Linked DNA regions of Mus musculus: region 1 is linked to region 2. A link is a contact called in public Hi-C data. All regions are on one chromosome and are shown on one strand. Each heading gives the region's core, a stretch centred on a gene start, on an enhancer-like site or on the middle of the called end of the contact. The rest is flanking DNA. Distances are from core to core; before and after follow the strand shown.

Region 1 (3,102 bases), core at 87-2,586, 200 kb after region 2:
TGTTGCATAAACATGGCATACAAGTAAAGGTAAGAGGAGGATTTGCCTAAGGCTCGGACATTGAGCTCAGGGCAGCAAGCTTGGCAGCAAATGCCTTTACCTGATGAGCCATCTTGTCTACCTCAACCTTATTAATGATCATAATATATAATATGTTGTACAAAGTGTTACTAACACAAGATTTTTTTGTAATCTTTACATCAATCCTGTGAGATGAGCTTACTTATTGCCACATTACAGGAGAGAATTTGGAGTCTTAGCAAAGGTTAGGTAGTTTGCTCAGAGCTACACAGTAAGTATAAGATATGGCAACAGGATCTCTACTACGTGACAATAATTCTCCCAGTGACCCTGCCATTTCACACTCAGCACGTCACACACATGCTCATTAGCCAACAATCTTGGAAAAGGAGTGAACACTTCTGTCTTTTACATGAAGAAACTGAGGCACAAACCACCTTGATGTGATCTCTAGAAAGTAAGTTGTGTCTTGGATCCAGTGCTCATTGTATCAACCCATCAGTAGCAAATAGGCAATTTTTGGATTGTATATTCATGGTACTCTCAAGAGTTAGAAGATACATCACTCTGGAGGGGATGTCCCTGGAAAATTACCATGCCAAGCCAATCACCTGAAAGTTCAGAGCTGAAGAAATCCCAAGAACTCATGGGGTTTCCAGCCATCTGGGGGGATTTCCAAAAACTAAATTTTTCCTATACTGACTCTCTCAAAGGTTTGCTCAAGGGTTCTGTTTAGCTTGTGCAGAAAAACATAGTAAGGTTAAAAGAATGACAGTAGCAAGAGCACACACTCAAGCCAACACTCAGGAACTCGGGTACCACTGGAAGTGCTTTGTGTCTGATTTACTTACTTAAGCACAAGTCACACTAGGTAGTTGTCACCTGCGTTTTGTATGTGAGGCAATGAGGCTCAGAGAGGTGATGTCATTTGTCCAATGTGATAGAGTTAATGTGGGCAGAGCTGCGGTTTAAACTTAGGTAGTCTCCCAACAGAAGTGCTACTCAAAGCTTGCCAGGCTATCAGTACACTCATGATCTCTTTCTCTCTCTCTCTCTCTCTCTCTCTCTCTCTCTCTCTCTCTCTCTCTCTCTCTCTCTCTCTCACACACACACACACACACACACACACACACACACACACATGCCTCTACCAAATAAATAATAAGGAAGGTCCTTGAAGCACCTTCCAGAATTGACCATAGAGGCTCTCTGAGTCAGTGCCCATATCTGACGGAGGAATCCTCCAGGACTGTCCACACTCTGAAACTGGACCTTGCCCAGGCACTTGGCTCTTTCCCTCTACCCACCTCGCTGCCAGCATCACCAGCTGCCCCTTGTCAGCCCTGCACAAAGGAAGGCCAGATTGGCTGGGGGAGGGGCAGCAGGACTGCTCTATCCCTCTTGCCAAGTAGGGGACTTCTCTTCCCTTCCCCCTCCTCCTGGAAGCTCCCATCAAGCCTGTATCACCAGCTTTTTGTGCTTTACACATCCTGCTTTCAAAGTGAGGGAAATAGGAGTCAGTCCCATGAACCATGCCTGTTAATCCAATTGGGAGCAGTTTCTCTGGCTCTGAGCATAGAAGACTGTGTGCTTGTCACAAAAAAAAATCCATCCCTATCAGAAGCCAGGTCAGAAAGGGACACATCACCTCAGGAGGATGGGGATGGCTTCTGTTCTCTTCTCTTTTCCTACTGTGTGTCATGGCCCATTGTTGAAGAAATAGAGACAAAGTAGGCGGTGGAAAAAGATACTGCCCAAGGCAGTGGATAAATATAAGCCCAGAGCCCTGCAGGCTCACTGTTCTGTCCGGAGAGTGCTATTCAGTTTGAAGCTAATTCACTCCTTTAGGCCCCATGTCTACCTCAACCTGGGAGAGTTAGGTTGAGTGGGGCCTGTGGGGTCCCTTCCGTATTGTTTAAAGCAAAAGACGCCTCAGCTGGGCATTTCCCTAGGAAGAGAATTGGGAGAGAACCCTAAGAGGCGATTTAATACTCTGAGCTCTCATTTCCGAAGCCTGTCCACCACTGACTTGACATTGAGACCACCTCCAGGGGTTTTCCGTGTCAAATTCTCTGTTCCTGGAAACTCTAGGCTCCCTTCTCACTCAGCATGGCCCGTACTAAGATTCCGGAGCTCTGAGAAGGATCCTGTGCTGACATCGCAGTCTGTCAGCTGAGCCAGCACAGGGTCTTTCAAACCTTATTTAGGGTTAGGCCTTCGTGGGCAGGGCTGTGCCTCTGAGCTGCACACACCTCAGGCCTGGGGTAAGCCTTCCTTGACTCTCATCTTTTGAACAATACAAAGCAAGAAAGTAATGAGATCATAGAGGGTGTCAGGTAGTTTAGCTCAACTAAGTTTTGCCCTATGAAGCATGTCCCAGCACAAACAGATCAGGCCTCAACCCAAGTCTGGCTCCAGATCTACTGGGCCGCAGCTACTGAGGGGAGCAGGTGTTTTAAAAGCTATTTGCCCTGCTATAAATGTCTTTCCCTGGCTCCCATTTCCTCCAGACTAAAAGAAAGACAAGATCTAAAAGACATCAGGTTGGGGCTAGAAAGATGGCTCAGTCCATGTACTCACTCCTCAGAAACTACATTTCTAAAAAAGCCATACATGGTTATAAATGCTTGTAATCCCAGCTCTTGGGTGATGGACGCAGGTTTTTCACATTTAAATGTTCTTAATGAGCCAAGAGTCGTCTGGTGCTGTATTCTCAAAGCATAGTGCTAGAGTTTTGTCTTTGGCCCGTTTCCTTACATCACGTTCAGAGGTTATGGCTGCCTTGGTTAATGCAGGCCGTCGTGGTAAGATGCGTGTGTAGCTTTATGAGTGATGGAGGTTCACATCTCATGGTTTACACCAGGTGAAGCACCAGCAGACTCAGTGTCTGGAGAAGGCTGCTGGTTCACAGACACTAGATGCAGCCTCGCAGGGTGGAAGCAGCGAGACAGTTCTCCGGGGTTTCTTCCATGAGGCACTAATCTTATTCATAAGGTCTCCACACCCGTGGCCTAATTACCACCTAACAACAATTATCTTTGGGTTAGTCTCTCAACTTGTGAGTCTTGGCGAAAACAGACG
Region 2 (2,976 bases), core at 326-2,825:
GGCACTTCTTCCCAACAATCGACTTCCTGGGCCCTACTGCCTTGCGACCAACTGCTCACCACTGAGCTCACCACTGGAGATCCGAGGGCCCTGGGTAGAGGCTGGCACGTCTCCCTCCCTAGAGCCTGGTGGGTACTGTCAGTCATCACCCTCCAAGGTTCTGGTACTGTACCTTCTTTAATCAAAACCCAGGTCTCTAAGCACACTGTGAATGAGTACCAGAGCGGTACAAGCAAGTCGCAGCGGGTGCCCTGCCAGGTAGCTCTCAGGGGTGGAGGAAAAGATGAACTAGGCAGATCTCATCAAGGTCTTTCCTCACTTCTGCCAGGGAGGCCACCGTTACCCATCCAAGGGTCACATGAAACAACAGAGTGACTGAGTGGAGGCTCCACGCCCACAGGGACGGAACTACCTCCTGCAGGACTCTGCGTTTTACAAAGTGCCACGCAAGGAGGGAGACACATTCCCACTAGTGGTAGTGTTTGAGAAGCAGGCAGACTCGGGAAGGGGATGGGGTGCAGGTGGAGTGGGGTGGGAGGTGGAGTCTTTTCTCTGTTGTCAGGTGCAGTGGGCGTGGTCCCTCAGTGACTTCCAAGCCAGCCTGCCAAGGGGTGGGGGTGGGGAACAGTGGGTTCAGCCCTTCTGGGAAAGGGACCAAGCAGGACATATGGGCAGAATTGGCAGGGGTAGAAGGAGGGATGCTGAGCACTACAGACAATTCAATACTAGAGGGGAGATTAAAAGACAGAGACAAAAGATGGCTTACTTTTGAGAGGCGCTTGTGAGACTAAGACCATGCATGCAAAGGTGTTTGGAAAACAGTGGGGAGAAGAGGAAGAACAAGAAATCAAAAGACAAGTTCAAGTGGGGTTTCTCCCAAGCCTCCCGAGGGGTCCCCTTTCTCAAGCCCTGCGACTCCCGTTGGTTTAGGAGCACCTGAGTAGAGGCACCTCTTGATTGCCAGAGGCCTGGGGATCGAAGGAGAACTCTGGGGAACCTTAACCATGTGAGGGAGGCCTCTATGCTAATCCTTGGATCAGGAGCCCAAGACAAGCTTGAGAGGGAAGGAAAAGTCCTGTGACTATCCTCTCTGCAAGATGAGTAGGGCATGGGCTGGGACAAAGGTAAGGCGGGGTGATGGCCAAGGAGGAGGTTAAAAATAGCCCTCCGGAAGCTTCCCTGAACTCGCTCTTCCTGGCAATACACTTGTCCCAAATAACGTTCCTTTGCCAGTTCAAAGGGCCAAATTTAACGAAGGATTATAAAGGCGACACCTCCTGCTCACCAGAGCTTCCTCCATATCTCAAGGGTCTTGAAGTTCCTTAGATGCTTACCGAGAGATGGGGAGCGGGGTGGAGAAGGGGCGCATGACTCGGGACCCTCCCTGAATGATTAACCAGGAATCAATTCATCAAGAGTCTCCCCTGCTGACGCTGACCTGTCCTGACTTCATCACATAGACACGGGGCTGTTCGGTCACATGAGTACCCAGTAGCTTCCTGCGACCAGCTAACAAAGGCTGCCAAGTCCCCAGCATCGTCTGCTCACCTTGGAATTTTTACCACCGCTCCGACCAGACTGTGAGGAGCAACTGCGTTGCACACCCTGCTCCGGGGTGGACGGGGACTTGTCCGAGGAGTGATCTGAGCCCTTCTCCACCATGGTGTCTCCGTCCTGGTTCTGTGGTGTTGGTGAGCGGGACCGCTTCCGGAGGATGGGAGAGCAGGCTGGCGTGCTGCGGTTGGAGTTACTGGCAGTGCTGCAGGGGCAGATGGAGACGGGGAATGAGATGGAGAGGGAAGAGGAAGGAAGGAAGGAAGGCTGTGAGTGACGGTCGGCCACAGACCCATGCAAAGGAGCCAGCTCAGGGAGCCCAGGCAACAGGCTGAGGAGACAACCCAGCTAGGGACTTGCTGCACTGTAATGCTGCTACTGACCAGCAGGGGGCAGTAGTGCCGGTGTGAAAAGGGAACTGGGACTAGAAACAAGCAGTCAAGTATTTAAATATTCACCCATCCAATCCTGTTTGAGCTTTAACTACATGTAGAAAGCTATTAGGGAAGATGATTTAGACCCTGAAAGAATCTCTCAATGCCACCAGTTCATTTTATACATGCTTTGTTTCAACACTTGCCCATAGTGACAACAACTCCGCTTTTCAAAGCATTCACATATATATTATTTCATAGGCATGTCTTTTACAAATTACGACGTTATTTTATCTTGCATGTATGTGTGCAGGCATGCATGTACCATGGGCATGCCTGTGGATGTCAGAGGGCAACTTGCCAGAGTCTGTTTCCTCCTTCCACAGTGTGAGTCCTGCAGAATGAACTCAGGCCACACTGGCTTGGCCATCTCGCTGGCACAGGTACCATGTGCCAGGACATTCAGTTGAGTTAATAACGGCCACTATCCTTCCATTTCATTTAAAAGATGAAGCTAAATGCCAGATAGAGAGGAGAAAGTGACCCAGGGCTAGCCTCAGAGTTTGCTACAGATGTAAGTCACTCATAGCAGCCTGGTAAGTTATGTTGCTGGTCTACGGGGGGGGGGGGGGGTTGTTCTCATACCTCCTACCCAAAATTCACCTCTAAAAAGTTCCTTGTACTTCCCATGGCACTAAATCCAGTTATACCGAGGCATTCAATCTGTTAATACAGTAAAGACCGAAACTTAGCTTGTGTTTTCAATAGAATAGAAGAGGTGAAGAGAAAAGGGTGGAGAGGAAAGAATGAACTCAGTTTGTTCTGTTTTCAGAGAACAGAGAAATCAAAGAGCTGGGCAGGGAGGGAAGAATCCTCAGAAAGAGACAGTGGAAATGGGAAGGGACATCCTGGGAGATTACATGGCCCCAGACCAAGGTGACAGGAGGGGCAGGATCCTGCCCACCTGCTCAGGAGCCAGACTAACTCAGGAAGCCTTTGTGCCATACCACATTCTGGCCTTGCCTCGGGACAGTGACATTTACATGAA

What was found. A called contact is a pair of places that touch in the nucleus more often than the background predicts.
Region 1: a Hi-C map of cerebellum shows a contact between it and region 2, with 1.9 times the contacts expected there. The contact joins the enhancer-like site here to the promoter of 1700110K17Rik in region 2. A contact is called at or near these places in 5 of 39 promoter capture datasets (embryonic stem cells, hippocampal neurons, liver and 1 more), 3 of 484 Hi-C or Micro-C datasets (brain, cerebellum and cortical neurons), 1 of 115 datasets of contacts at active chromatin or transcription factors (embryonic stem cells) and 3 of 9 other capture datasets (adipose tissue, liver and macrophages).

What each region holds. Positions count from the first base shown.
Region 1 is chr9:40,536,570-40,539,671 of GRCm38.p6, forward strand. No RefSeq gene overlaps it. Among named protein-coding and RNA genes, the nearest start is that of Gm35177, 9.2 kb to the right of the region's middle. Within about 2 kb of position 1,337, at least 41 of the 459 cell types and tissues checked have an H3K27ac peak or open chromatin away from gene starts, as enhancers often do. A contact at or near this core is called in cerebellum and cortical neurons, where this site is marked.
Region 2 is chr9:40,331,897-40,334,872 of GRCm38.p6, forward strand. It overlaps 1700110K17Rik (RIKEN cDNA 1700110K17 gene), which reads left to right and starts at 1,576. Exons shown (of 3, transcript NR_040728.1): 1 at 1,576-1,691. It overlaps Gramd1b (GRAM domain containing 1B), which reads right to left. Exons shown (of 20, transcript NM_172768.2): 3 at 1,549-1,759.